Linked DNA regions of Mus musculus: regions 1, 3 and 4 are each linked to region 2. The links are chromatin contacts, called in public HiChIP or PLAC-seq and promoter capture Hi-C maps. All regions are on one chromosome and are shown on one strand. The core of a region is the stretch at or near the end of the contact, and the rest is flanking DNA. Distances in the headings are between cores, read along the strand shown. Region 1 has its middle 15 kb from the start of 4930447M23Rik. Region 2 holds the start of Commd3 (COMM domain containing 3). Region 3 overlaps Msrb2 (methionine sulfoxide reductase B2). Region 4 overlaps Armc3 (armadillo repeat containing 3).

What was found. Promoter capture Hi-C pulls out the DNA fragments that hold promoters and counts their contacts. HiChIP or PLAC-seq counts read pairs in DNA pulled down with a chosen protein or histone mark.
Region 1: a FOXA1 HiChIP or PLAC-seq map of pancreatic cancer cells shows a contact between it and region 2. The contact joins the enhancer-like site here to the promoter of Commd3 in region 2. A contact is called at or near these places in 12 of 39 promoter capture datasets (the 3T3-L1 cell line, the C10 cell line, the HPC-7 cell line and 9 more), 1 of 484 Hi-C or Micro-C datasets (cerebral cortex), 18 of 115 datasets of contacts at active chromatin or transcription factors (bone marrow-derived macrophages, craniofacial prominence, differentiating embryonic stem cells and 13 more) and 1 of 9 other capture datasets (embryonic stem cells).
Region 3: a contact with region 2 is called in an H3K4me3 HiChIP or PLAC-seq map of embryonic stem cells, with 7 read pairs. The contact joins the enhancer-like site here to the promoter of Commd3 in region 2. A contact is called at or near these places in 9 of 39 promoter capture datasets (the C10 cell line, cranial neural crest, embryonic stem cells and 6 more), 1 of 484 Hi-C or Micro-C datasets (uterus) and 12 of 115 datasets of contacts at active chromatin or transcription factors (bone marrow-derived macrophages, embryonic basal ganglia, embryonic forebrain and 6 more).
Region 4: a promoter capture Hi-C map of neutrophils shows a contact between it and region 2, with 5 times the contacts expected there. The contact joins the enhancer-like site here to the promoter of Commd3 in region 2. A contact is called at or near these places in 12 of 39 promoter capture datasets (the C10 cell line, the HPC-7 cell line, cranial neural crest and 8 more), 3 of 484 Hi-C or Micro-C datasets (the G1E-ER4 cell line, bone marrow-derived macrophages and uterus), 19 of 115 datasets of contacts at active chromatin or transcription factors (CD8 T cells, DN3 thymocytes, T-cell acute lymphoblastic leukemia and 15 more) and 1 of 9 other capture datasets (adipose tissue).

What each region holds. Positions count from the first base shown.
Region 1 is chr2:19,325,727-19,332,889 of GRCm38.p6, reverse strand. No RefSeq gene overlaps it. Among named protein-coding and RNA genes, the nearest start is that of 4930447M23Rik, 15 kb to the left of the region's middle. Within about 2 kb of position 4,894, at least 27 of the 459 cell types and tissues checked have an H3K27ac peak or open chromatin away from gene starts, as enhancers often do. A contact at or near this core is called in pancreatic cancer cells, where this site is marked.
Region 2 is chr2:18,665,992-18,673,748 of GRCm38.p6, reverse strand. It overlaps Commd3 (COMM domain containing 3), which reads right to left and starts at 1,314. Exons shown (of 8, transcript NM_147778.4): 1 at 1,146-1,314. The coding sequence starts at 1,284. Gm33355 (a long non-coding RNA gene) reads left to right here and starts at 1,345. Exons shown (of 2, transcript XR_374026.2): 1 at 1,345-1,413; 2 at 4,970-5,175.
Region 3 is chr2:19,390,738-19,398,195 of GRCm38.p6, reverse strand. Msrb2 (methionine sulfoxide reductase B2) reads right to left here. Exons shown (of 5, transcript NM_029619.2): 4 at 4,841-4,988; 5 at 3,226-3,945. The coding sequence ends at 3,841. Among named protein-coding and RNA genes, the nearest start is that of Gm33940, 20 kb to the left of the region's middle. Within about 2 kb of position 5,070, at least 9 of the 459 cell types and tissues checked have an H3K27ac peak or open chromatin away from gene starts, as enhancers often do. A contact at or near this core is called in embryonic stem cells, where this site is marked.
Region 4 is chr2:19,298,988-19,306,452 of GRCm38.p6, reverse strand. Armc3 (armadillo repeat containing 3) reads right to left here. Exons shown (of 20, transcript NM_001081083.2): 18 at 5,784-5,981; 19 at 2,495-2,657. Among named protein-coding and RNA genes, the nearest start is that of 4930447M23Rik, 42 kb to the left of the region's middle. Within about 2 kb of position 5,867, at least 126 of the 459 cell types and tissues checked have an H3K27ac peak or open chromatin away from gene starts, as enhancers often do. A contact at or near this core is called in CD8 T cells, DN3 thymocytes, the G1E-ER4 cell line and 11 more, where this site is marked.

The sequences.
Region 1 (7,163 bases), core at 3,645-6,144, 660 kb before region 2:
TGCTATCACTAAATATCTGAGGAACTCACACATGTGTTTATTTTAGCTCACCATTTCTCTATGTTGTTTGCTTGCTGTATTCCTTTTGGTCTGATCATGGAGGAATGTAGCAGGAAGCTGAGAGACAGAATGGGGCAAAGAGTTCAAAGGCACACTTCCCGTTGACTTACTGTCTAGTTGGGGTTTCTATTGCTGTGAGCAGACACCATGACCACAGCAAATCTTATAAAGAAAAACATTTAATTGGGTCTGACTTACATTTCAGAAGTTTAGTCCATTATCATCATGGTGGGAAGCATGGCAGGCAGGTAGACATGGTGTTCTACATCTTGATTGGCAGGAAGCAAACAGGGGCAGGGGGCGGGGGAGCGGGAGAGAGAGAGACTGGCTTTGGGTTTCTGAAACCCTCAACACCCACCCCCAATGACACACTTCCTTCAACAAGGCCTGTCCAACAAAACCACACTTCCTAATCCCTGTCAAGTTGTGCCACTCCTTAATGACCAGTCATTCAACTGTCTGAGCCAACAGGGCCATTTGTATTCAAACTACCACACATTCTTTCTTCAATCAAACCAATCTCAATCACTTTTAGTTAATTCAAATTGTGAATGTATTTGTGCACTGATGAAGGAATTTCCTAAAGCTGGGCTGATGGACACCTGGGCTTTCCATGTCCTTTCAGGCTCACACTGCACAGGGTCCATGTGCCTTCCTCACAGTGGTGGCTCTACTGCTGGGGAGTTCAAGCCTACCAGCCCCTTCATCCTACACATGTCCCCTGAATCTCTGGGGCCTGGGTTGGGCAGAATTGGACATCGCTGTTCTGAGGAAGACAGAAAATTCATAATAGAAGAGAGGTTGGCTCAAGTACAGCCCCCAAAACACCACCAACCATCCAATGGACCAGGAAGGAACTTTTTCACTGCAAACCATCTCTATTATTATTTTAAGCTCTTTCAGAAGCAAAACAAAGAACAAAAACATATAAAACACCATACCCTTAAAGGAGAAGGGGAATGTTAATTCAGAAACGAAAGGACTTTAGTAATTAGTATGTATAAGTGAACACGGGCTTTCCTATTTTAATTCCTATTTTCAATTGCATTCATAGATTGACCTTGCTGAACAGATGTAGCTATTTGACTCAGGGAGGGAAGAATTTGTTTTGGTTAGGACTTTATTTGAAAGCAATATATTTTTAGTCATTAAATGAAGCTGTGGAGCGGTGATCAAGTGATTCTCTGGTGCAGTCTAGAAATTTTGATGTTTGTGTTGATGGAGTGCAAATCATACTAGCTCTAATTATAGCACTGTCACCTGAGTTTTACAGCAGAACTGCCAGCTCCAACAGGCTAGGTAGGCTCAGCCACCTGGTCCCAGTATGCCAATTAAAGAGACAAGTCGTGGAAAAAAGAGCCAATAAAAAGTCCCAGTGATGTCAATTCCATATTCAGGGCAGTTACATCAAGTTTAGGCTTAAATAGAGAGCTACTTTTCTGTTGCCATAACAAAACATCATGACCAAGGCAACTCATAGAAGAGAGTATTTATTTGGGGGCTCACAGTTCTATAGGGTTAGAGTCCAGGACCATCATGGTGGGGCCCATGCAGTAGGCAGGAAGTATGGCAGAGGAACAGTAGCTGAGAGCTTATATATGATTCACAAGTACAAAGGGGGGGGAGGGAGAGAGAGAGCAGGAGAGAGAGAGAGAGAGAGAGAGAGAGAGGAGAACTACCTGAAAGTGGTATGGGCTTAAAGCCCGCCCTCAGTAACATACCCCCTTTAACAAGGTCACACCTCCTAATTCTTCTCAAACAGTTCCACTGCCAACCAAGCCTTCAAATATAAGGCAATGGAGGCCATGCTCATTCAAACCACAACACAGAGGTGTACATAACTATGCAGTCATAGTCAAGGTATTGTCATTGATGCAACATTATCTCAGTTCATACTATAAAGTAGTCCATATACATGTGAACAAAATAAATGAGATAAAAATAGTTTAAAAAGTTAGACCTTTTTTTTACAAATGTATTCATTTGCTGATCTATACCCAATACCTTCTGTTCATCAAAGAGCACCACCTGGAGTGAGGTCTAGGGCATGTGTGACTGTTTTTGCTTAAAGGTGGTAGTCACGACATAAATAGGGATACAGGATCACAAGCCTGGATATGGAAAGTACCACTGACCATCTCATGTTAGAGGATACCAAGTTAGCAAAATGTTCCGCTAAGCTTTGTATTCTAAAAGGCTTACACAATCGAGCAACATAGATACACTAAACATACAAAGACACCAGAACAGTGAACACAGAGCTACTTAGAAGTCTTTTACATAGACATTAATTTAACTTCTACTTCTAAAAAAGGAGATAACTGCCCTCAAACAACAAGGGCAAGGTGCATAGGAAGTCATGAGTTAATCACATAGTAAACGTGATCCCCTGAATAAATGAGTAACTATCTTGTTGGGTGAAGGAAGGTTGCACAGATTGTGTGGTCTCACACGTTCTGCTCATGAGATGCTCCAACCATTAGTCTCCATCCATATCCATAAAAGCCCACCAGGCGGAGAACATGGTCATATTCCTCCCCTGTAGCCTCTCCCGCTCCTGGGGAATCCCCCAATTTTCTCTAAATAAATCAGTGTTCACTTTCCTCACTCTTTGCCCATGCTTCCATATTCTTCTTGGATATGAGACAAGGAATTGAGAATCCAATGGCTTCGGGGTGACTTTGGTTACTAGTGATTGCCTAAGATCCTAGCACGGAGAACTAAACTCAGTAAGAGCCAAGAAAAGGTCCACCCTCTCAAAGAACTTGCAGTGTGTGTTTTGTGTGTGTGTTGTGTGTGTGTGTGTGTGTGTGTGTGTGTGTAGTGTGTGTGTGTGGTGTGTGTGGTGTGTGTGTGGGGTGTGTGTGTGTGTGTGTGTGTGTGTGTGGTGTGTGTGTGTGTGTGTGTGTGTGTGTGTGGTGTGTGTGTGTGTGTGTGTGTGTGTGTGTGTGTGTGTGTTTGGGCTAGAGGCCAGCAAGCCTGAGAAATCCTCCCATTTCTATCTTCTCTCACCACTGTTATGATTATGAGGACTTGCATGGTTGTGCCCAGCTTTTATGTGTGTGCTGGGGATTTGAACTCAGGTCCCCATGCCTGTGCAGCAGGTACTATCACACTAGACAACTCCCCATCTGAAGTTTCTACTTTTGAAGCAAATTTTAAAATATTTATCTAGGTAAACACATGTTTACTGCATTGGCAAAAATAAAAAAAAATCTAGACTTCTAACAAATTTTCAGACAATGTACTCCAATAGAATAATTTTCTGATGTTCCTACGAGTTCATATATACAAAACCCAAGTGCTTATTTGGTTGAGATAAATAAATTTAGAACAGGTTTAAATAGAAGGTTTGCCTAAATGGCAAGTATATAATAAAAAGTAGAGATGTTTAAAATTTTTTATTAGCCATTTTGTGTTACAAATCCAGAATCAATATATATTATATGAAAGAGAATACTTGTTCATCATTTTATATGTGTTAAGCATATGTGCCTTTAACTATACAAATATTTTCACAATATTCGAATGTTTGGACACACATCTCTGTGCCTGTTTAGTCACAGATGGGAAGGGTTTGAAAGCCATAGAATCACCTTAAAGTAATAGCATGCATAAAGTGCCCATGTAACAAGCTTGACAGAAGCAGGAACTTAAATGAATCTGGACTTTGTCAGAACTCCTTTCCTTAGTACTCAAAGCCTGACAAAAGCAGCAGGAAGCAAACAAAACCTGCTCAGCTAAGTCAATGCCTTTTTGCAAACCCCACTGAGAGCAGAACAGTATTTTAGACAAAGGCTAGTTGCTTTTAGATCAGGCTAGCCTCAATCCTGCAGCAGTCCCCATGCAACTGTCTTCTGAATGCTGGGGTTGCAGGGATTCTTCACTATGACTGACCATAAGATTTGTTCAAGGCATTCAGACTTTCTTAGAACATTGGCCTACTTGTAGTTAAGTTCCTATTTTACATTGGAGCACCAAATTTTGTCCTTACTGCTTATGGTGGCACAAGGTTGTAACCCATCACTTGGCAAATTGAAGAAGAAAGGTCAGAAGTTTAAGGTTATCGTTGGCTACATAGTGAGTTGTAGGCTAGCCTAGGCTACATGAGACCCTGATTCAAAATAAAGATGATTTTTAAAAATTGCTTAGATACACATATTAAGTGTCTGCTTTTAATCCATGAACCAGGGAGGCAGAAGCAGGAAGATCTCTGTGAGTTCAAGGCAAGCCTACTTTACACAGAAAGTTCTAGAAGAGACCAGACTATGAGCATTGTGAAAGCCTATCTCTTTAAAAAATATATTACATTTTGAAACATCTTGAAACATATATTCAAAAACAGCAGCAAGGACAATGAGTAGATTTATCACTTGATCTGTTAAGTATACTTCATATATGAGATAACCATGTTTATAAAGGAGTTATAAAATGGTTGATAAAAGATTTCAACCTAAACAAGTTTAAATGAGCCAGATCCTGTTAAAAGCTCTACAAAACTAAACAGGAAACATGAATCATTTAATTACTATCTTTTAAAATTAAGCCCTTTGAAAACATAACTAAAGTAAACCAGCGTCCTAGGAAGTCTAGCTGCTTTGAATATAAAGCATTAAAGCCTTCATAGCTAGGGATTTGAGGATGGCTCAGTGGATAATGGATTGGCCTACAACTGTGAGGGGCAGAACTTGTATAATGTTGGACAAACCTGAGCCTGGCTCAATTTTCAAGACCTGTCGTTCTTCTCCACTTAAGAATGACTCAGCAGGACCTACCAACCTGAATGAGACAGCCTCTGCCTAACCACTGCTGATGTGTCAATTTCTTATAGGACCCGTGAGATCGCCCCCAGCCTTTGTCATCTCACTCCACCCCATGTGTCATCTCACCCCATACCCCTATCCTCACCTCCTTGTCCTGTCTATATAAACAAGTGCCTAGTTTAATAAAGTGAGTTCCTGCTTTAACAGACTCCTGGCCCAGGTGTGTTTGTTTTGGGCCTTGACACTCACCATTCCGCTCAGCCCCAGAGACTGGACCTGTGGACAGTATAAAACCTGGAATCTCAGCACTAGGAAAATGTAGAAAATTATTACAAGCCCCAGGCAGTCTGGCCTACATAGTGATCTTCATATTTGCATAACAGCTCAACAAAGCTGTTCCAAAGGGATTTTTATTTGGTTGGGTTTTTTTTTTGTTTGTTTTAACTTTTATGATTCTTATGTGAATTTCACATCATTCACACCAACCCTACTTTTACTGGCTGGTTTTCCTTTGTCAACTTGACACACGCTGGAGTTATCACAGAGAAAGGAGCCTCCCTTGAGGAAATGCCTCCATGAGATCCAGCTGCAAGGCATTTTCTCAATTAGTGATCAAAGTGAGAGCGCCCATTGTGGGTGGTGCCACCCCTGTGCTGGTAGTCCTGGGTTCTATAAGAAAGAAAGCTGAGCAAGCCAGTAAGTAACATCCCTTCATGGCCTTTGCATCAGCTCCTGCTTCCTGACCTGCTTGAGTTCCTATCCTGTTCTTTGGTGATGAACAGCAATGTGGAAGTTTAAGCTGAATAAACCCTTTCCGCCCCAACTTGCTTCTTGGTCATGATGTTTGTGCAGGAATAAAAACCCTGACTAAGACACTACTCATCTCCTGGAACCTCTGTGTCCACCCACCACCCTTGAACCCCCCCCAAAAGAAAATAAAAAACAAACAAAATATGTCATTGTAGAAGTGAGTGTGTCACCCTTTTGTCCACACATCTTTACTTGCAAATCTTCATTGCAGTGAGTCATTGGTCTGGTTTGAGGTCTCTGGCTTCTGCTATACTACCAATACTCGATTCTCACTGGGACTCCTCTCAGATAGCCTGTTGTTGCCCTGTGTCATGGAGATCCTATCCTGTAGCTTTGGGCCTCTGGGTGTCTTCCACTCTCCTGTCCCCACATTCAGTAAACTCTGGGTGTCTTCCCCACTTTATATGGCTTGGCAGGTGGATAAGCCTCTTCCCAGAGTTTTTAAGACAAAAGTATAGGTTCTGACAGCCTCATCAGGGTCAGCTCACCTGCCAATTCACCATTTAAAGACATGGTTACAGCAGGGAAAGGATATTTTTTTATTCTGTTTCATTAGAAAGAGGACAAATCTAGTCAAGATGTGGTTCACCCAAACATTGCTCATGGTCTTAACTCAAGTCTGTCAGGTTGTACTGAAGGTGTTCTGTCATCTAAGGTGGCTCAATAAGTCATTAATTATTAACCTGTTCATTGCTGAGAGGTTAGCCTCACCCTCCTAGATAATTCTCTTCATGGGAAGGTAGGTCTGTCCTGTAATTCAAAATGGAGAAATAATTAGAGTTAAAGTTAAGGTCAAAGACTTGTTGAGAGGACAGAGTTATCCAGAGTCAGGCTGACTCCATGACAGGCTGCAAACTGGCAGTTTGGGAGACTCGGCCTAAGTTTCTGTTTCCCAGAATTAGAAAAGTCCAAAACAAGGCAATTCCAGAATAAAACACCCTTCATGGGCAGCCACTCAGGAAGCTGCCCCTCCACTTAGCCTGAGCCAACCTCACGGGCAGCTAATTAGAAGCTCTTGAAGCTGCCCCACCACCTAGTTTGAGGCAGGCAAGTATAGTTAACCAGTCAAAGTCCCCTAACATACCCCAGCGCCTTAACCAATCACAAAGGCACCCAAACCCCTGGTGATAGAACCAACCAATCAAGGGAAAGAAAGGTAAAAGTCACCCACTGCTACCCTAACAGGCGTTAAATTGACCCTGCAAAATCCACACCTCTGTCTTCCATCCTGAAGTATGGTGGACCTCTGCCTGCAGGTTCTCTGCTGAATAAATACTCTTTGCTGTTGCATACTGTTTGAGTCTAGGGTATCATTCTTGCCAAATCACAGACCCTTACATTATTTGTTTCTGTGTCTTCAGTATAAAGTACAGACACAGATAGAAATAGAGACACCAAAACTTCTATCCTGTTTTTAGTTACCTTGTATAAGGAGCCAATCCCTCTGAACCTACCCTACCATCAAAATGAGGTTGCAAGTATCTGCCTGATTACGGCTTGATTATCTCTGTAGTTTCAGCCTTGGTACTG
Region 2 (7,757 bases), core at 65-2,564:
CAATAAAGAGAATACATCAATAATCTGCTGTCACTCTCTTTTCAATTACCTTCTTTTATTTCGTCTTAGTATTTTTTTTTTAAATACCTCAAAGAAAGGGGGGGCAGTGGTTGCTGGATGGACTGAAAGCAAAGGAGAAACTGAAGGTAGTTTACACAGTAAATTTCAAAATGAACAACTTTCAAAAGACATTTTAGAGCAATTGACTCCATGAACATAAATACATCAAAGAAGCTTGATAGGAGGGCATACATTAGCATGCACAACAGAAATATCAAAATCCCATTAATATCTTCAAGTCCCCCCACCTCTCCTCGCTCTCTCTCTCTCTCTCACACACACACACACAGCTTCGAGATAAACCAGGTAGTGGTTAATTGGGGGGGGGGGGGGGCTTTAAGAACAGCTTCCACTTTCATACTTGTTGTCCAAGTATCTAGTATGAAACGGGGGGGGGGGGTGTGGAGACCCAAGGAGTTCTGGAATGTGTTGATAGATTTGAGGGAATTATCTAGAAGTGATTTGTCTTAAAGTACGCTCTTAATCCATTATGACAATTGCAGTCTGCGACCAGACATTTTAAATAGTCTCTCTTCCTGGTAGCCGCTGCAGAACAAAACATTAGGCGCCCTACTTGAGGGTTCTGGACGAATAACCTGGGCTTAACACTCTGAACGCCCGTGCTGGAGTGATCAGAGAATCCGGAGGTGTTCTGTAGGTTGGAAAATGTCAGTGCTGTCTGACCCAGCCATTGCTTCGGAAACTGCCTTTTCAACCCCCTCCAGCCCAGCTGGGGGAGGCTGAATCACAGGACCTCCCCAGTTGAAGTCCAAGTGTCAAAACAGCTGCAGCCTCCGAGGAGGCTGAAAACCCCCACACATTTAGGCCACAAACTAGACTTGAACACGGCTTTACAAAGGAACAAAGAAACAGTCTGGCAGGGAAACCAGGCCAGGAGCGTAGAGCTGGCCCCGTGTAGGTGCCCTGCGGGGGCACAGCGGCGCTCAGGGCCCGCTCGGGTCCCCACAGTCGGGCTGGGCGAAAACCGGGGACTTGCCCGGGCCGGAGCTGTGCCCAAGGCGCCGGGCTGGCGGCTCTGCCGGGCGCCCCTCCGCCCAGGCCGCGGCGGCGGGAGAGCCGCTTACCTAGCGCGGCCTCGTCCGCCCGGGCGTCCAGCAGGCTCTGGAAAGCCGCCCGGAGGAGAAGCGCGAAGGCGTTGGAGTCAAAGGAACCGGGATCCGCCAGCGTCTGGATGCCTCTTTGCACAGACTCCGAGAGCTCCATTGTGAGCGCGCCGTGACCTTCGACACGCACACCACGTGACTCGGGGCGCGCGCCCAGCTGATCGGGCGCGCGCACCCGCGGCGGGGCGGCTCGGGGAGGTTCGGCGACGGCTCGGGACGGTTCGGAGAGGTTCGGGCGACGCCTCGGGGAGGTTCGGGAGGGTTCGGGTGAAGCTCGGGCGGCGGCTGGGCCTCTCGTCTCAGCCGCCCTGCGGGCCTCGGGCGGGACGCGCCGGCCTCTCGCACGGTCTGGGAGGCGCTGGCCTCGGCCGCGGCGAGCGCGGACGCCCATTGGTCCCGCTTGGCGCTCACCTGGGACCGCACCAGCTCTGTCCCCACTGGGCCTGGTGCAGGGAGGCGCGGGAACCCCGCCGCCGCGAGTGTGGCCAGAAGCTGGGCTTCGGGACAACGGGAGACTGAGTGCGTGTGTTAACTCGCCAGCCTGACCCGCAGCGCTGCCCTTTTGTGAGGCTGAGGACATCTTAAATATACCAGTTTTACCTTGTCTTTGTCACTTCAGGAACATGGCAGTAGATTTCTGCGTGATGTGCAGGACACAGGCGGGTGTGTGCACGCCCGGTAGTTAACAATTGGGAGATTAATAAATTATTCATGAACATATTTGACAGGATTATTAAAAAATTTTATATGCTACTGCGAATAAATACCTTTCGAAAGCACTCTGTCATATAAATTCTGTGCTCCTAAACTCACTACGTCCGTGGCTTTAATTACTCAATAGAGTCTTCGTAAATAAATACGAGATACTCATCTAAAGTACGGTTAGGAATGGCAAGATCTTTAGTATAAATGAATTACTTCTTTAGCGACTCATAACTTCAAAGACAAATCCTGTATAAAGTTTAACTTTCTCCTTTTCTTTTTCTTTCTTTCTTTTCTTTTTTTTTTTTTTTAATACGAGGTTGGTTTAGGAGGACAAGAATAGTTCTTTGTTAAGAAAACCCCAAAGTAAGTAAGACACATTAGGCATTTTTTTTAATTAAAAGAATTTGAAAGCTTAAAAAAAAAATCCAGTTTTGAAAGAATGAAGAAAAGGGCCGTAGAGCAAGAATTGTCTTTTACTCTCCCAGAGCAACGACAGTTTCAACTTGAAACACTTTTGTTTTTCCTAATTTAGATGCTTATTTGTGGGGGAATGGTTGTTATTAATGAATAAAGTCAGCATGTCTGAGTGTCATGTTGCACGTTGTCACATTGGACAGTACCCCACTTCATAGTAACAGGCACAATTGGAATGCTTGAGCGTCTAACAAGTTGAATAGCGCTGCTCAGCCAAGCTTTCAAAAGCACGTGCAGTCCCCTCTCTAGGTGAGAACTCACCAGCCTGAAAGGCTTAGAAGTCTCCCAAGGGTTTTCATGGAACAAATACCTATTAATTATGCTCTCTTTCCCCCACCCCTACTTCTCTGCTTCTTTTTTAACCCTCCCCACCCCCCAAAGACAGTTGAAAAAATTCAAGATACTTGATTTGCCCAGGGAATATTTTACAGGAAAGAACAGTGTATATGTTAATATTAACAACACTGAAACATTCTCTTTGTTATATATTTTATGATCACTGAGTGTTACCACTCAGAATTTGAGTTGGTAGCTCTGATCATAGTTTACTATCAAGAAATGAAAAGATAAATGTGTGAGCATGGGCTTTGTAAAGCTGTTTAAAAAGAGAAGAGTGAACAAATGGTAGGGAGCTTGTGGGCATAAATCTAGGCAATTTGCAATGCTCAGTTCCCCTCATAGCCCCCACATCAAGCATGCCCATGTGTCAGTATTTACAGGGCACTTGTCTTTTCTGTCCAAATATATTCCTGTGATAGGCCTAAGTAATGGCTACATTTCCAGCTCTCCCCACAAAATTTAAACCATGGTGTTTTTCCATGCTAAAAATTAGATTTTCTTACAATAGGTAAATTTTCCTTTATTCCCTTTGGTGAATATTTCATTTAATGAACATATGTGCCTTTGACAAGCCCTTGCAAAATATAGAAACATGATTATTAAAAGACATGCTGTAGACTTCCTTGGCCACAGTCATAAAATCCACACATTTTATATTGTTAGAAAAACTGAATACATTCTGAAAGTGGGCAAGGAAGTACTTAGACCGTTTTGCTTCCATGGCTGAAACCAGTCTTGAAACTTCCATTCAACTTTACAGTTTTTTGCAGACTCAAAGCCAATAGACTGTATATGACCGCAAAGGACATTTTAAAAGAACAGCTTGAGGAGCTGAAAGTAACAATATTCAAGCATCTTCATGTGAATAATGTGCCTTGCCTTTATTGTTACAAATAGTGAAGTATCAGGTACTGATGAGTTCGTTTTACTTTTTAAGAACCTAGAAGTTATTTCAAGAACCTAAAAGTATCCCTTTAAACAATGTTTTAGAGTTTCTGAGAGCACTTCATCCTTTGAACAGGCTGTTTGTTTTAACACCTTAATGTTGGCTACTGTATTGTCATTACAATGACAACTGGCCAGGACTTTAATATGATCCCTGTGGTCAGCCTTCCCCAATGGCCTTATTGCTGTATTGTGTTAGATTTATGAATTAAAAAACCATTTTTAGGTGAACAAGTACTTTTTGCTTTCATGCAAAGCAAGCTGAGAGAAGTATTTCTTTAAAGAGTCCATTGGACATCTGTGGGCAGGAAATCAAAACAAATATGCACAAATACCTAGGAGCTATCTAGAAGTTTGAAGAGCATAGTAGAGGATCTGTTTGATTCTTCCCCATCAAACAACCTGTTCATCTCCTAGGGATAGAGAAGACAGCAACAAATAGCTAAAAACTACCCGTACAAAAGGATCCATTTTGCTTATTACTCCCAATATGATTTCTTTGATAATTATAATAAGCTCTTGGAAAATTTGCAAAAGAAAATAACATTTTTTAAAATCACCTTTACCACAACTGGACAGTTGGAAGGAATATTTAACCAAGTTCTACATGACCTTTGGAGAGTTTAGGTCAAAAGCATTTCAATAAAGTTTATAGGTCCTATCCATATGCATTTATTTTTATTAGGTGTCCAACTTGGTAAGGCACAGTTAAGACTAGGGATTTGAATGGTCAGGTTCGCACACTCAGGACGATAGAGTTCCAGTGATCTGGATGTTAAAAGGAGACAGTAAAGCTTTGTTTTTGTTTTTGTTTTTTTCTGAGTTAAATATAAAAGGAAGTCTCAACTTCTAAAATGTTCACTGCTACAATAATTCTTTAGATGTATATAACAATTTTCTCAGTGTAGTCTAGCTTAGTCTGTATGTGTGAATTTGAGAACCAAATGCAAATTCATTTCTGTGGAGTCAGGGTTGGGATGGGAGGGCAAGTGAGACCTGAGAGCCCACAGAGACCAGGACGTGAAAGCCGTCATAAAATATCCTCTGAAACCTCAGGAAAGTCATCTTTATGTTCTGCATAAGCACTTTGGGTTTTCTTCTTGAAATTTAATTTGAGATATTGAAATTAATACTCAGTGGATCCATTTTCATTTAAATAGATCTTTTGACATTTCATACCATTTTCTCCTTTTAAATGAATACATATAAAGTATAAAAACTTCATAATTGAACAAAGAGGAAAATTAAATAGTTTAGATCCAAGATTCAAAAAGGCCAAATTATCATGCTGCTGAGAAGTTGTTTTTCTTTTTCTTTTAAAGGAAACATCTCAAGACCTGTCCTGGAGGAAACATACTACTTTAGTTAAAACTTTGTAAATAGAGAATTCTATAGTTGAGATAGTGACAAGAAACCTTTGGCATGTCTGAAGTGAATTGTGAGCGCTACCATCACTGGTGTCTTGCCATGCTTGTGTTAGCTGCTAAAGTAAGAACAAGATGACTGAAATTAAAGGGACATGCATGAACATCAAGTTATGTTTGTTTGTTTGTTTGTTTCTCTGTATAACAGACCTGGCTGTCCTGGACTTACTTTGTAGACTAGGCTGGCCTCGAACTCACAGAGATCTGCCTGCCTCTGCTGAGATTTAAGGCACCTGGCCACCAGGAGCAACTGCAAGTTACTTATTTTCAATTTTCAAGTCTTCATAACTAAACAGTCTAGAAAATAAGCAACATCCTTTAGACAAATTCCTTGCATATTAGTAACTAATTTCCTTCCTTTAGGGCTGGCTTCAGGGTAACATCAAAATGAACGTGTCCAGGCATTTGCTTTGCAGCAAAGTAGTTAAGAGAGATGGGAATATCTAAGTCACATGTGCCAAAGTTATGAGAGAGGACTGAGGAAATGTTTTATGAGAAAGAAATGCGAATGAACAACTGTCATTTGTCAAAAGATGAAGACAGACTTCAATGTAAAGGTGAGGAAACTAGGAAGAAAAGAATACAGTGAGAAAAGAATGGGCTGGATCCTGGTTCTTGGAACTTGGGCACAAAGAGAAAACACTAATGTGTCTTCAAATTCATCAAGTGGCTTACATGACTGCAACTTATATTTTAAAAAACCTAGATTGTTAAAAGGAAGTTTACCCTTGAAACAACATTGTGTTTTTAATCTCCCTCACCAGTGAACAGCTGTGACGGCATGATGGTCAGGAGATGGTCGATCATCTAGCAAATTCTATTAAATAGATTAAATAGACAACTTAGACAATGAAGATAAGTCTTCAATAGATCTCTCTCTCTCTCTCTCTCTCTCTCTCTCTCTCTCTCTCTCCCCTCTGAATTATAAAGATCCCACCTTCATCCAATGGCATTGATTTGGTGTCAGTTTGAATGACCCATGGTTCAGCTGGAAGAGGGTAAAAATGCAGCTCAGACATGTGGAAACAAGTTCATGCTGACAGATGTATCACATTCCTCACGTGTACAGTCTGTCCGTTACATTGTTAGGATATTTTTAGGAAGAGAAAGAAATTAAAAGCAAGGGCGAAGGTGTAGCATCCTTATCCTTGATAAGAAAAGCCTTGTCCTTTACCAGGAGGAAAACAAAGAGGTTGCTTCTTTTCTTTTCCCCATGTTCAGTTCAAGATTTCCCTAGCTGTACTGGTTCCAGCAGGGCAACATGGTGACATCCCAGGTGGACCAGTTGGGTCATCAGTTGCCATGTTAAGAAGCCAGTTTCCAGATGTTCGACTTCTTAACAACAGTAGGGGACTATCTGAAACAAGTGTCCCTCTTTACTTCTAGATTTAGAACTGATTCTAACTATATTTTCTCTGGCCTCAGAAATTGGAATTTTGGTCAGATCCATGAGTTCTTTGAAACACACACACACACAGAGAGAGAGAGAGAGAGAGAGAGAGAGAGAGAGAGACTATGCCAGGTAATATGATTGCCTATAGCAATTACCTTTAAAGTTTGTATTTTGAGAACTTGCTTTTCATATATTAAAATTAAAAATTTTTAATGTATAAATAGCCTCCATTTAATCAAAGGAAATTAACTTTCAAAGGCAAATGAAAGCAAAACAAGACGAGAAAAGGGAAAGGAATGTTTTATAGATTAAAACTCAGATAAATGAGAATCTGTCCTTGCTTATAAACTGCAAGAGTTGCCTATTCTCACTTATCAAATGATACATTCTGGCAGGAAAATTACATATAGAAGGCATGGTTTGAATTAAATGCATTATAAACACGAAAAAGACTATGTTAAATGTACTTTGAACTCACTTAAAATAAGCATTTAAACGAAAATTAAATTTTAAAAGAAACTGGGGGTGTAGCTCAGCAACAGAACTTTCCGAGTATGTTTAATGCCCTAGATTCAATCCCTAACACAGCTAAAAACAAACCCGCAACAATGTAAATGATTTTTAAAGAGCAGAGCAAAGAAAGGTCTAGGAAACAAGGCTTGTTTGCTTTCAGGATAAACGTGAGAGTTATTAATGAGCATGGTTTGATGGGGTGTAAGACTCAGAAATGGGAGCCTCAGGCATGTAGAGCCTTTCTAGGGAACCTTGACCAAAGATGGATTTGACCCTGAGAGCCATCAGGGATGAACTTGGCTACCATATATTTAAATTAATTTGTATCAAACTTGCTGAAGCCCACTCCCCCTTTTTATCAAGCCAAACTTCTTTGAGATGAATCTGCTGGCATTCACATTACTTGAACTTGGCCCTATGTGGAGCCTCCATCACAAATTCCTTATTCTGCAGCTTGATGAAGATGGACTTGGCCTCACCAAGGCTTCCAGGTGTTTCAAGCAATGTTTAGAAGGAACAGGTTGTGTATGTTACCCTGGAGGCTGCTGTTGGCAGTAGATAAAGTTTTATAATGTTTTGAAATACATTTATAATTTAAAATAATATTGGTTTAGAATTTAACATTTTAATTATGATAGTTGATGAATGTTGTTTTCAACCAAATACAAATTCTATTTCTCCTTTCAAAAGAAAACATAGACTTGACACAATTTTATAAACAATTCAGCCCAAAAAATAATTTGGAGAAACCTTAATAGTCCCATTTTCTGACATTGCTTG
Region 3 (7,458 bases), core at 3,821-6,320, 720 kb before region 2:
ATGCTAATTTAAATTTCCTATTATGTCATGCTTCAAATAAAAAGTGCTTCCCACAGAATCATGTTCTGAAGCCTAGGTCCCTAACTAGTGACATCTACTTTGGAGGTGGCAGAAACGTCAAGAGATGGAATGTAGTTGGAGGGAGTGCCACACTGAGGTGTGACACCGGTGACTCGGGGGACACACTGAGAATGTGTGCCTGAGTCTGTATTGGCTGTGGCTACTTCCTTTATTGCTCCATCTACATACTGTGTGTCGGGAGGCCAATGGCCCCTACCACATATTTCTGCTGTCACCATGGATCAAATCCTCTGAAACCATGAGCCAAAATGTTTCCTTCCTGCTCTTAATTCATTTATGTCAGATATTTTGTCATAAGACAAAACCCAAACACAATTTATATTCTTATACTAAATTATATAAATCTTTTTTATTAAAACCATTATGTGGTTTTATTGTTTTTTTCTGAGATCACAGTCTTTGTTGTTATTATTATACTATGTTTTTCTAATTCATAGTGTCTTCCATAATCTGTCAATACCTGAATAAGCTGTGATGTTTCTTCAGTTAGGTAGCTAACTAATTAATTGATTGATTGATTGATTGATTAATTAATTAACCAGTTTTATTTTTCCAAGAGAGGGTTTTCCTGTATAGCTCTGGCTGCTTTGAAACTCGTGTAGACCAGGCTGGCCTTGAACTCCACCTGCCTCTGCCTCCCAGTGCTGTGATTAAAGGTGTGCGCCACCACACTGAGCTATTCAGTTAGGTCTTTTAAGTGCATTTTCAATGTATGAAGGGTTGAGTCACACAACCTGTAGTAAGTGAAGGAATGCCACAGTGCAGAATCAAAGTCCTACATTTGCACTTGAGATTAGCAGTTGAGGCCTTTCTAGATGACTATGCTTTTGCAGAACAGCACAAGACAAAACCATCTGCCACAGCACTGGGGCAACGGAGAGGAGCAAGTGGTGATGGAGAGGAGCTTGCTCTCTCACGCAGGATGGGTGATGAGAAGCGCTAGTCAGACTTTACCTAGTCAGACCTTAACCATGGCTGGGCTGGAGAGATGGCTGAGTGGGTAAAGGCACTTGCCATACTCTGACAACTTGAGTTTGATCCCCCGAACCTATGAAAATATGGAAGAAGAGAACTAACTACATAAAATCACATGGTGCATAAAGGGAAAAGACTAACACAAAACAACAACCGAGAAGCATACTCAACAGAAAAACAAGTTCGACCAAGATGAACCAGGCACTGGGCCTAACAGATGAGGATTTTGAGTTGGCTGTTCCAACTTCCTCAGTGAAATAACACAAAACAAATTCTTTCAATAATTTAGAATATCAGCAGCCTAGCCAGGGTAGGGGTGGGGGGTGTGGCTCAACAAAGAAAAAGATAAAAACCAGAAATGTAAGTTGAAACTATATATATATATATATAGTTTAGATTATATATATATAAAATCTAAAATAAAACTTACTTAGTATTCCCCAAATTAAATAGCTGCAGTGGAAGGAAGAATAAGATAGCTGAGGGCAGATTAATGCAACTTCCCCAAGGTGAAGAAAAAAGTTGATGGAAAAGGCTGAGAAGAGCTGGGCAGAAGAGGTGGGGAGTGGCAAGCTGCTAGGCAGCAGTCGCTCAGGCGTGTGCTGTGTCTAAAATACCAGAAAGAGCGGGAGCTGAGGAGAAATGTGTGAAGAAACACTACTAGTTCTAAGGTCGGACAAAAGATACAACTGCAGATCCAAAGCTGAAAACTAAAGGGGGAGTGGGCTCTGGAGCTTCAAATGTTCAAGCTACGCCCAATGGCTCTCTCGTCCTGCTGCCTTCCGCTCGGGAAGGAGAACTCTCCGCTCCCTCTCCAGCACCATGTCTCCCTGTGTGCCACCATGCTCCCCACCATGAGGAAAATAGACTAAAGCTCTGAAACTGTAAGCCAGCCCCAATTAAATGCTTTATTTTAGAACGACTGCTTTGGTGATGACGTCTCTTCACAGCAATAGGACATTGACTAAGACATATGATGAGTTAGGGCTAGCAAGATGGCTCGGTGGGGAAATCCACGTGCTGCCAAGGCCTGATGACCCAATTTTGATCCCCAGAACCACATGATAGATGGAAAGAACCAACGACATCAAGTTGTCTTCAGATCTCCACGTGCACCAATGCATGTGAGTGTCCACACCCTTACTGAATACTAAATAACTGTAATTTTAAAAAATTTATTGTTACTAAAATTCCTTTCCAGAGGGACACAGAAACAACATTTTGACACACTGAGGCATAATTCCACCGAAATTTGTTCTGGGGAAGCAGTGAGCGTATTGGGCTTCCTTACAGAGTACAAGTGAGAGGTTACAAACAGGGGTGTGTGTATTGCCCCCACAAAAGTTTCACCAGAAAGGTACTACCCAGCAGGAATCAAGGCTCACCTAGCACTGTGGATGGAGCACTGTCTCCCCTTCTGTGGCCTACAAACTCTAAGCCCTCTCCTGGGCCATGGCCATGTGCAGTTTGGATGTACAGCAGCAGGAAGGAGGGATGCTCCTGACCCGCCCCACTCCTCCGGGATGATCCAAGTGGCCACAACTGAATGCTCCAAGATGGTAGTTATTTGGCTCTGAGGTTAGTCTTTCACAACATGTATATATAATTAAGGCAATGATAACACAAAAATGATGGCATTAGTGTTCTGGGTTAGTATTCTTTTAGAATCCGTGATCTAAGTTATCATTCTTTTTAAATGAATATGAATACACTGTAGCTGTCTTCAGACACACCAGAAGAGGGCATCAGATCCCATTACAGATGGTTGTGAGCCACCATGTGGTTGCTGGGAATTGAATTCAGGACTTCTGGAAGAACATGCAGTACTCTTAACCGCTGAGCCATCTTTCCAGCCTAAATTAGCATTTTTTAGAAGCCAAAAGAAGCCATAATTCGCATTAGGTTAGATAATACATGAAATGTCAAATAATGTATAATAGAGCTGCAAGAAGAAAATGGGGTAACTAAGTTTTCAACAACACAAAAAGAACTATTTAAATACTTTTTACTAACAAATAATTCAAGATTCCCAATTTGTAAAACATCTGATCCAGTGTGTCCAACTGTGGATTTTTTTTTTAATTTTTATTTATTAATTTTTTGGTCATTTTGATTTACAGTCATGTTCCTAAAGAGCAAATTAACAGACTGAGACAAAAAAAGTAAATATTGATCTCAATATTTTATTTTAATATTTGAAGTTTAGTGCTGTAACAAAGAAAAGAAGGAGAGCATTGTCGTAGTCGCTAAAATTCACTCAATTCACATGGATCCCAGCTGTGTGTTGTAAGGCTGAGTCAGTGGAGTTTTGGATAAGAAGCCACAAGTTTCATCCATTATATCATCATGGGTATGTGTGTCCCATGCTCGGCTACTTTGTCCTCCTCTTCAACACTGGGATCTCTCATCTCTCATCTGTTCCAGCCCATCTCTTTTCTCTTCCCCCTGAGCCCTCATCTGTGTACATCCATGAAGAAATGAATGGAGATGGGCAACTCAGGTTCCCTTCAGAGGCTTTAGGGACCCTCGTCAGTCCACGAACCTGTGGAAATCCTGCCTAGGTCCCACCCTGTGGTCTCACCCGAAGCCTTGGCAGCCAATTGAAATCCCATGGCCCAAGCGGAAGTCAGGTTGAGTTGCTTTCAGGTGACTAAGAAGCTGTGATTCCCCTGTGGCCAGTAACAACCTTCACCTAAGCCTTCAGTACATAAAGCAAGGCATCCATCCGAGTTACAGAACCAAGGCTCCACAAGGAAGGGCAAAACACAGGCCTCCTGCAAACAGTCAGGGCTTGCTGGGTTTGAACTTCAGGGCCACACTGTTGATGCAAAACCTTTGGCCAGTGGGCTTGGGTCCATCAGGAAACACATGGCCAAGGTGAGCTTCACACTGCAAGGGAGAGACAACATCTTTGTCACTCTCCAGGAAAACAGCCCCACATGGCCCACCACACCCCAGAGCCTAGCATCTGGGAAGCATGACCATTTGCATTAGAATTTGGTTCAAAAATGGACAACCGGATATACAGAGAGCTGTGGTAGTGAGCAGTCCTACTTCTCCAGGGAGCATGTGGGCAAATGATTACACCGAGGCCTTGACTTGCTAATCTGTCAAATGGTGACAATAATAAGGAGCCATCATGAAGATGAATGAACACAAGGAGGGGAAGGATTCATATAAACTGGGGGAGCACCCAACAACCACTTTTCTTTCCTTCAGACAAAACTTGGCCCTTTCCATTTGCCAACCTCTGCCAGTTTATACAACACGCCAGGAAATGTGAGTGCCAATGACATAAAAATGAGTTTCCTTGAGCTGGGAAGATTGGTGAAACAGATAAAAAGCAGTTGAGCCACAGTTCTGACCATCTGAGTTAATCCCCACAGTGCTGACCATCTGAGTTAATCCCCAGAAGCCATGGTAGAGGAGAAAACCTCCCTATGTGTACAGTGGTGCCTGTGCATGTGTGCACACTCGTGTATAATAATAATGATAATGATAATAGTAATAATAATAATGACAACAATAACTACAACAACAATAAAATACAAAACCAAGTTTTGTCTGGATCTGAGCTCCCCTCCCTAGGTTCCCAGAAGAAGTAAGATGCTAATGTCTCTGCCTTTTGGTGTCATATGGTCAAGCAGGAACGGGATGGGAGAGAGGGATCACTAAGTAGAGTGAATTTTAATGGCAAGGTATATCATGGAAGAACAAGAGAGGCACCAAGAGAAAAACAGCTCCTTTCCTTTCAGAGAAAATGAAGAAAAGAAAAACACATCACCTGCTTGCAGACCACCTCCATGCGAGGACATCCTAAGGAAGTGTCCAGTCGTCTCAGGATCCCTGTGTGACTTTCATCTGAGCCTTTTGAGCCGTAAGCCTCAGAAAATGAAGGCCAGCCGGTGCCAGAACAGTACTTCTTCTCAGAACTGCAGGAGTCAGTACAGACCCACAGCGTTAGAATTGGAAGACAGTGCAGACCCACAGCCATTACACATGGGTGTTGGCAGAATAGCAGTTTCTTAGGTCCCATCCCTTTGTTCTGAGCAAGACTCAGCCCCCACTCCTTCTGCCAGATTCCAAGCTGGGCTTCATGAATAGTCAGTTCCAGGGAATAATTCCTTCTGTCCCTTTGTGTTCAAGACATTATCTGGCCATAGTGAAATGAAGTATTGTTCTTTAAATGCTAATGGCTTCTTTCTCTGGGTCTGACCTAAAAGAACTAGAAAGACTAAGGCTATGTGAACTCATTTGCATATGAGGACCACAGATCAAATCCTCAAACGCTAAAGGCAGAAAAGGAAGAGATGGAAAAGGAAAAACAACAGCTTTTGGAGTGTGGTCTACATGGCAGAGGCGCATCCGCATAAGATCTGGTGAAGCAGCAGTTGGTAGCAGTGGAGATTTCTATTATGGGAACTCAGGCTGTCCTGGAGAATGAGAACCCCACAAGCCACTTAGAGATGCGAAGGTAGAGAAACCGCTCAGTCTCCTGGGGACACAGCACCTGTCTTGCAGAGATCCTTTGAGGAGTCAGGAAGCCTCCATGAAGCCAGGTGAGGTGAGGCAGGTGCTCACGAGCACTCATTATGGGTTACTGTCATTAGTCAATTAGCTTAGCACTCTGATTAATTACTGGAAAAAGCCTGATGCTTAGGATGGTCTCCCAGGGACAAAGGATGCTAATGGCTGGAGTGGGCCAAGTAGCTGAGGAGAGGAGGCAAGAGGACTACTGGAGATCTGCTCTCAGAATGCCTCACCCTCAGGAGCAGGTTGCAGCTTAGTGGCAGAGCCTGGCACATGCAAGGTCCTGGGTTTGATTTCCAGCATCATCCCAAAAGAAAGACTTAATAATCTTAGAACTCACATAGGAAAGTGTCTGTAAACAACAATGGAAAAATAAAGAAACTTTCAAACAGCATAGAGATGATTCTCTCTACCTAAGAAAGAAATGATTTGAAATTAAATTCTGCCTTAAACTAAGCCGACAAGACATGAGTGGTAAACTCAGCTGAACACACAGGACTCTTCTGTGCCCCCAAACTATTAAGGGTCCCCAAATGCTTTAGTATGGGTTTTAAATACTAATATTTAGCAAGATTAGAAATATGACTTGGAACTTTAGAATATGTAACTATTATAGTACTTTTTTTTTGAGTCAGTTTCATTGTGTAACCCAAGATGGCCTTGAGCTCATAATCTTGCTGCCCGGCTTGTTCAAGCGCTAGGACTATAAACTCATATCACCACGCTTGACTTTTATGGGTTTTAAAAAGTAGTAAATTCTTGGTGAGTAGTGGTTGTACACACCATTAATCCCAACACTCAGGAGGCAGAAAGAGGAGTATCTCTTTGAGTTCCAGGCTACCCTGGCCTTCAAAGTAATTCCCAGGATAGCCAAGGCTACACAGAGAAACCTTGTCTCAAAAACAAACAAACAAACAAACAAACAAAACAAAAGTAATAAATTATTTTTATGTTAACAGACATTTTGTGACTGTTATATTTTCTTAATTGAACCAGGTTTTATAAGAATTGCATTATTTCATAGTTTTCTTTTTTTTAACTTTTTATTGGTTATTTTATTTATTTACATTTCAAATGTTATCCCCCTTCCTGGTTTCCCCTCCACAAACCCCCATCCCACCCCCACCCCCCGCTTCTGTGAGGATGCTCCCCCCACCCACCCACTCCTACCTAACTGCCCTAGCATTCCCCTATGCTGGGGCATCAAGACTTCACAGGACCAAGGGCTTCTCCTCCCACTGATGTCTGACTAGGCCATCCTCTGCTACATATGCAGCTGGAGCCATGGGTCCCTCCATGTGTACTCTTTGGCTGGTGGTTTAGTCCCTGGGAGCTCTGGGGGTTCTGGTTGGTTGATATTGTTGTTCCTCCTATGGGGTTGCAAAGCCCAAATATTTTAATTGTCTGTTTCAAAAATATTGACACAAACCCTGATCTATGTCTCCATTCACTCTGTCTCCAGACTGTTCTACCTAGACTGTAGAAGGAAGAGGGGGTTGGAGTAGGGAGGTAGGGGCTCTATCTACTTAGCAAGCAGAAGGTCTGGGCTTCAAGCTTTAGCACTTCCTTGTTCCCCTAGAAATATTCCAGGAAGCGTCAGGGCTTCCTTTTGAGAAATCTCTGCAGTGATAGCTTGGTCTCAATAGAAGCTAGACCCCATTACATCTGTACCCTTATGGTGTTCTTTGATCCTCTGATGCCAGCAGCTCGTGGCAGATGGGGCGGCAACAGAGGCACGATGGCCTCACAAGCTTGCTAGGCAGAATCCCTGGGGTGTTTTGGTACTCCGAATGTTTAGAATAATGCCTGATCAGGGTAGATGCTGTCAGTCATTTTATCTTTTGTTAACATTGCCAATAAAAGGCGTAAGTG
Region 4 (7,465 bases), core at 4,618-7,117, 630 kb before region 2:
GAGCTGCTTTGAGTTCCTGGCCTTACTTCCTTCAGTGATGCATAAACCCTTTCACAGCTAGTAGACATAACTCAGTATCTGTAAGAACTGGAGAAGGAGGAGAGAAGAGCCACTCTGAATGTGGCCAGCAGCATCCCATGGGCTAAGGGTGGGGATTGGGGTGTCCCAGACTGCATAAAGGGGAGAGAAAAGAAGAAAAAAGTGTCATACCTCTGTCTCTTTCCCTGCTTCCTCACTGTGTGTGCAGTGTTATTAGCTGCAGCTGCCATACCTCCCCATGTCCTTGGTACTGAACAAACCCCCTTTTTCCCTTAAATTGTTTCTTGCTAGGTGGTTGGCCACAGAAAGGAGAAAAGTCACTGATACAGAAGTTTCTAGTACTTGGGAGATGGAAGAGATGTAATGTTTCGGTCTGTATGTTCAGGAAATGTTTTCTAAGTTCTTACACCGTAGATAAAAAAGAAACATGCCCTCTTAAGCTTCACTATGCTCAGTCTTCCTGTGCCCAGGCTTGGTGAGTGGTGCTGTCTTCTCTGCTTGCCTTGCCCAGGGCCTGGGGATCATTCTTCTCTTCCCAGGCATCCTCCCAATGACATACAGGCAGCTACCAAGTCCTCTTGGTGCTTACATCTGAGTCTTCTCAGCTTTATCCTCCTTCCACCTTATAATTTGTCACCTGTACTTGTTGTCTGCCCACAATCTAGTGGGTTGTCCTGTCTCTAGGTGTGTGTCTGTTCTAATTCATTCCTCGGTCTACAACATGAATGGCCTTTCAAAATCACACACACACTCCTGACAAAATACATTTGAGTGTTGACTCAAATTTTAGGGTGAAGGGCAGATTCATCTGATGCTTCATCTCAGGCCTTCAAATATGCCCACTCTCTCTTTCCCTCCTTCTGCTTTCTATCCACATGATAGACTCTGCAGTCCTTAAATGGACAACTGCTTCTCACACCAACGTTATTTTAAGTGTAGCTGTTTATATTGTTTAGAAAGTTGTTTTTTTTTCTACCTAGTGAAATTTTTTTCTCTGTGTGTGTGTATGTTTGTGTTTCTCTCTCTCCTCTCTCTCCTTCTCCCTCTCACCCCCCTCTTTCTGTGTGTGTGTGTGCATGTGTATTTCTCTCTGTGTGTTTCTTTCTCTGTATGTGTTTGTGTGTTTGTCTCTCTGCGTGTTTGTGTGTTTACTTTTCTGGTGTTTATATATTTATCTCTCTGTGTGTATTTGTGTGTTTATATCTATGTGTGTTTATCTCCATGTGTGTGTTTATATGTTTATCTGTGTGTTTGTATGTTTATCTGTGTGTATGTTTGTATGCTTATCTCTCTGTGTGTTTGTCTGTTTATCTCCCTGTGTGTGTTTGTGTGTTTATCTCTGTGTGTGTTTATCTCCCTGTATGTGTTTGTATGTTTATCTCTCTGTGTGTTTATCTGTTGTATGTTTATCTCCCTATGTGTGTTTGTATGTTTATCTCACTGTGTGTTTGTGTGTTTATCTGTGTGTGTGTGTGTTTACCTCCCTGTGTGTGTCTGTATGTTTATTTCTCAGCGTGTTTATCTCCCTGTGTGTGTGTGTTTATCTGTGTGTATGTGTGTGTGTGTGTGTGTGTTTATCTCCCTGTGTGTGTTTGTGTGTGTTTGCATGTGCACATTCACCTTCTCTCTGTGGATCCTGAGGAAGAATCTTAGGTCATCTGCTTTGGTTAGGAAGTGTCCTTACCTGCTGAGCCACCTTCCTGGCTCGGAGACTTGTTTTTTTCTGTTTTCTTTTGGTTTTTTAGATTTATTTTATTTATATGAGTACACTGTAGCTGTCTTCAGACACACCAGAAGAGGGCATCAGATTCCAATACAGGTTGTTGTGAGCCACAATATGGTTGCTGCGTGTTGAACTCAGGACCTTTGGAAGAGCAGTCCGTGCTCTTAAGCGCTGAGCCATCTCTCCAGCACCGAGACTTGTTTTTAAACGGCAGAGTCTTGCTGTGCAGCCTATGGTGGCCTCAAACTAGAAAATCTTCCCACCTCAGCCTCCCAGGAACCAGGATTGCCGGTGTGTGAGCTCCAGCACACCTGACAGCTGATAGAACCTATGTAGCCTCCAACAGATTGGCCGTGTGTCACTTCTCTCTCTGAGCCCTTCTCTGGCACCACCTCAGAGACTTAGGCACCTCTTAACAGCAGACTGTATCACAGTCCTATCTCTAACCTCCGAACCCTGCAGGAATCCCAAAAGGACAGAGGTAGATGATAAATTTGAATGACAGTACTTCTAGTAATCTGATGAAATGTATGTGCAGGTGCACGTGTGTGTGTGTGTGTGTGTGTGTGTGTGTGTGTGCCTCTGTGTGTGTATAGTCACATGTATTTCAAATTAAATAAGCATAAATGCAAAGATTAATATCCTGTTAAATGTTAGCAACTGATTCATCCTGATAAGATAAAGACAACACTTTTAACCTAATGAGACAAGAGACAGAAATATCTTAAATACCTTGAAAAGCAACGCTCGATGATAAAAGATTCCCTTCTTGATGTATCCAATTGGTACGACATTGGATTTCAGTTGAAATTTCAACTCACTTATATGAAGTTCCCAGCTGAAATCAGCTAGCTTCTCTTTTGGAATCTTACCGCCCATTTTATCTGCCACATACCTGTGCTCATTACATTGAGATGAAAAACAGTTTTAATCACTTACTTTAGATGATTATATATATAATTGCACATGTAAAAACTACACTTCCTCTGGTTTTTTATTTGTTTTACTTAAAAAAAAATAAGTATACCTGCAGGAAAAAAATCAGCATGCTTATTGTACTGAGACAATCACAGACACATATACACACTGGAATCCTGGTGATTTGATTCAACACAATAAAGAAAATGAATGCTAAGATACCAGTGGACATAACATAGGCCAAATGAATATAAATGTAGTTTTAAATTTTTTTTTTTTAAAGATTTATTTATTTATTTATTATATGTAAGTACACTGTAGCTGTCTTCAGATGCACCAGAAGAGGGCATCAGATCTCTGTTACAGGTGGTTGTGAGCCACCATGTGGTTGCTGGGATTTGAACTTCGGACCTTTGGAAGAGTAGTCGGGTGCTCTTACCCCCTGAGCCATCTCACCAGCCCATAGTTTTAAATTTTTATCTTAGTCTTGAACAGTGGGGGGAGTATTTTAGTCTGAAAGTTGAGGCATTTACTAACTGGTGAGCTTTCTTCTTTCTATTCTTGTGAGAGAAGGTCTCAGCACGTGGCCAAGGCTGGCCTAGCCCTTGTGAGGCTTCTCCAGCCTGACCAGTGTACAGTGCACTGGAGTAGCCCACTGTAAATTTCATGACTTTTTTTCTTTTAGAATTTATCTTTTGGATTAAGAATGATATGGCATTATATAACACTGACATCAAAGGAGAGTAGAAGAGGAGGAGGAAGAAAAATGTACTTCAAGGGTAGCAGGTGTGTGGGAGAGAGAAATTGTGATACTTTGTTTTGTATCCCCACCCCCAAAATACTATCTCCTATGATAATGTCAACAAACATCTCTAAAATTTCTGTATAACTAAGAACATATGGTGGGGAGAAAAATTGAAAAGTTAAAGGAAAGATTGGTCTTTGGCTATACTGTGAAGAATAATGCCTTAAAAACCCTAAATGGGGGGTTTTGGGGGGGGGTGCTCAGATGTAGGGAGAACAGGGAGAGAGAAGGAAGATGGTGGGAGTGGGAGGGACGGGCAATCTCTCTCACCTGCCAGAGAGACCTAGGATAGGAAGAGGCCCCACAGGGTCTATGGAAGTGACTTTAGCTGAGATTCCTATCAGTGGGGGATATGGATCCTGAAGTGATCACTTCCTGTAGCCAGGCAGGACTCTCAGTGGAGAGATTAGGACAGCTACTCACCCACAAAACCTTTGACTCAAAATGTGTCCTGCCTACAAGATGTGCAGGGACAAAGATAGAGCAGAGACTGAGGGAATGGTCAACCAATGACTGCCCCAAATTGAAACCCATTCCATGGGCAGGAATCAATCCTTGACACTACTAAGGATATTCTGTTATGCTGGCCAACAGGAACCTAGCATATCTGTCCTCTGAGAGGCTCCACCCAGCAGTCAATGGAAAGAGATGCAGAGACACCCGAACCTTAGACGGAGCTTGGAAGATCTTACTAAGAGCTGGGAGAAGAATTAAGGGACCCAAGAAGACAGGGACTCCATAGAAAGACCAACAGAGTCAACTAACCTGGACCTTTGGGGACTCCCAGAGACTTTATCACCAACCAAAGGGCGAGTCTGGGCTGGACCTAGGTTCCCTGCACTTGTGTAGCAGATGAGCAGCTTGGTCTTCATTCGAGTCCCCTAACTAGAGCAGGGGCTGTCCCTGAACCTGTTGCTGGCCTACCCGCCTGCCTGTGGATACCTGGCCCCTAAAAGCACCTTCTTGCCTGGCCTCAGTGGGAGAGGATGCACCTAGTCCTACTCCCGCCCAACTTGATGTGGGGGGTGGGATGTGACACCCAGAGGGGGCTCCCACTTCTCAAAAGTGAAGTGGAATGGGGTAGGATTGTGTGAGAGAGTACTGGGAGGAGAGGAAGGGCTGTTATTGGGTTGTAAAGTGAATAAATAAAAATTTAAAAACACACAAGAAGAAAACAAAACAGTGCAACTAAACCAAAACAAAGGACGATGAGGAAGGGAGGTGGAGGCGAGCAGTCACCCCACCTGTAGTGACAGCCCATCCCGCAGCTGGACAGACCTCTGCCATTGTCTTGCTCCTTATTATTGTTTAAATGTAAGCTGATTCAGAAGTGATGTGTGGAGCCTCCGCTAGAACACAGTGTTGAGAAGTACTGCACAAGTGTTTACAAGACTCTCCAGTCAGAGCCATCAAGCCTCAAGGACACAGGAAATCCTTCTAGAGCCAACCGCACTGAATCTCCCCCAGTCCTGTCTGACAGAAGTCGGGGATCTGTCAGCTGAGAGGCTTACAGTTGTCACTTCCGGGTTTGAGGACAGCTACTCGACTCCCACCTGCAGTTGACTGAGCCCCCACTGTGGCTGGTGCTAAAGCCAGCAGTTCACCTGCTGGGTTGTGCCAATCATGGAGCCCGTCCCCATTTTCAGTCCTGCTCCCTTAGAGACCTGCTCAGGGCCTCAGCCTCTGTTTATGGAAGGAGCCCAGTGAAGAAGAGCAACTTCTGAGGCTTACACAGGGCTTGTTCTGTCCAGCAGCAAGCTCTCAGAGTGCCCACAGCCCACTCCCGAGAAATAGCAAATGAACCAGCGGACACCCATTAGAAAAGGAAATGTGTATTAAAACAAAACAAAACACAAACAAACAGCAGGGGGGTTAGAGAGAACTCACAATAGGATGCCTTTAAATGCTGAGTACCTCATACACTTAAGGAACAATTTGGTTTTTAAACATAGATTCATTCACTCACTACCTCTCTAAGATCATACCAAAGATGTGTCTTAACAGCTTAGCTAAAAAAAAAAAAAAAAAAAAAAAAAAAGCAAAAGCAAAAACCAGGTGTTTGTCTCTAAGCGATTTCAACTCTGACTCACACAAAAAAGAAGAGCACCCGTGTGTGAGTCATTGTGCTTCTGCGGGAAGGCAGAGCACGGGCGCTGTAAACCATTGCAGCTTCTTTTGTTGGTTTTATTTTAAAGTAACTTTAAAGAAAAGCAAACCACTGTAAGTTTTTTTTTTTAAAAATCTGAAATTAAAATAGATATACAGAGAGAGAAGGAGAGGGAGAGGGGAGAGACTCACTTGGCAAGGACCTCAATCTGCTCCTTAAGGTTGACAATGGGCAGTATCGACTTGGTCACCTCCAGCACATACACACAGAACTCAGGGTCAGGAGGAGGGTTCCACTCTTTCTCAGGGCTGCCTTCCGTGAACTTGGGCAGTGCCAGGATCTCTTCTTCCTCTTTCACTTTCTCTTCTTCTTTTTTCCCTTTCCCTTTCCTTTGAAAGTAAGCAATAATAAAACCCCATATCCTGTCGAAATGTCCAAATACTAACTATGCTCTGAGTCAATCTGAGAAGCCTCAGGGAAATAAGGAAAGGGTAATCGGGGAGGGAAATTAGTTAAAACAAAATACAATGTGTGTATGTATGTATGTATGTATATATGCAAATGCTATGACAAAGCTCATTATTTTGCATCTATATTAAAAGTTAATTTAAATTAAAAATATAGAGACAATTCAAATGTCCTTTGATAAGAGATGGGTATATAGTGTTAAGACCATACAATAAAATACTGGTTAAGAGTAAAAAGGGATAGGCTACCAATGCACAGAACAATTTGGAAGCATCTCAAAGGCATTATGCTGGCTGGAAAACATCAGTATCAGATGTAACACACGAATGATCCCATCAAAGTCATTCTTGGCTGGACCTGGTAGTCCATGCTTTTAATGCCAGCACTCAGGAGGCAAAGATAGGCAGATTACTGTGGATTCAAGGTCAGCCTGGTCTACAAGTGAGTTCGAGGCTAACTAGGGCTACATAGTAAGACCTTGGAAAGGCAAAAATAACAGAAAAACCACCACCAGGTCTCGTTCTTTTTTCCAGAGAAAAGAATGAGTTGCAGTATCAGGGCAGGACTCTGGGTTGGCTGAGCTTTTTTCTATTCTGACTGTGGTGTCAATGGCTGCACAAATTCCCTCTTTAAAATTCTGTAGCATTTTAAACAGAAAGACATTTTGTGGCATGTTAATTTAAAACTTTGTTGCTTGTATCGTTTTCTTTTTCTTTTTTCTTTTTTCTTTTATTTTTTTTTAAATTTTCCTCTGTGTAGCCCAGGCCATCCTGGAACTCACTATTCACTCCAAGCAAGCCATGAACTCAGAAATCTGCCTGCCCCTGCCCCTGCCTCTGCCTCCTAAATGCTGGGATTAAAGGTGTGCACCACCACTGCCCGGCTAATTAAAGACTTCAATTGCTCTGGGCACTCTGCTTACATCTGCGTGAGTAGTTATTCACGTTTACACCAATTATCCCTAGCATGGGAGGTGGAAAAGCTTGCTCTTCATACACTTCCATTGGCTAACACTAGGCACTAGCTGCTGAATTCCTTGAATCCATTTTCTGTTGGGTACCCTTCCTGCAAATAGCTTGTCCTAAACCTTTGACCCACCTCCAGCCCCGTATGTTATAATTACTTTCAGTATCTCCTGCTAATAGATAATGTCTTCTCTGTCCCTGGTACTCCTTGGGATTACTTTACCAGCCTTTTTTCAGGGGATGGCACTAGCTGAAAGGATGGAAGGACTGACAGAAGAGCAAGTGACTGCCTTAGGTAGTGCTGACCCAACAGAACTTTGGCTGGGGAGGAAAGGGTTTCAGCTTACATCTCTCAGGTGACACTACATCACAGAGGGAAGAAGTCAGGGCTGGAACTTCAGGCAGGAACTGAAATGTAAGCCATGTAGGTATGAGGCCTA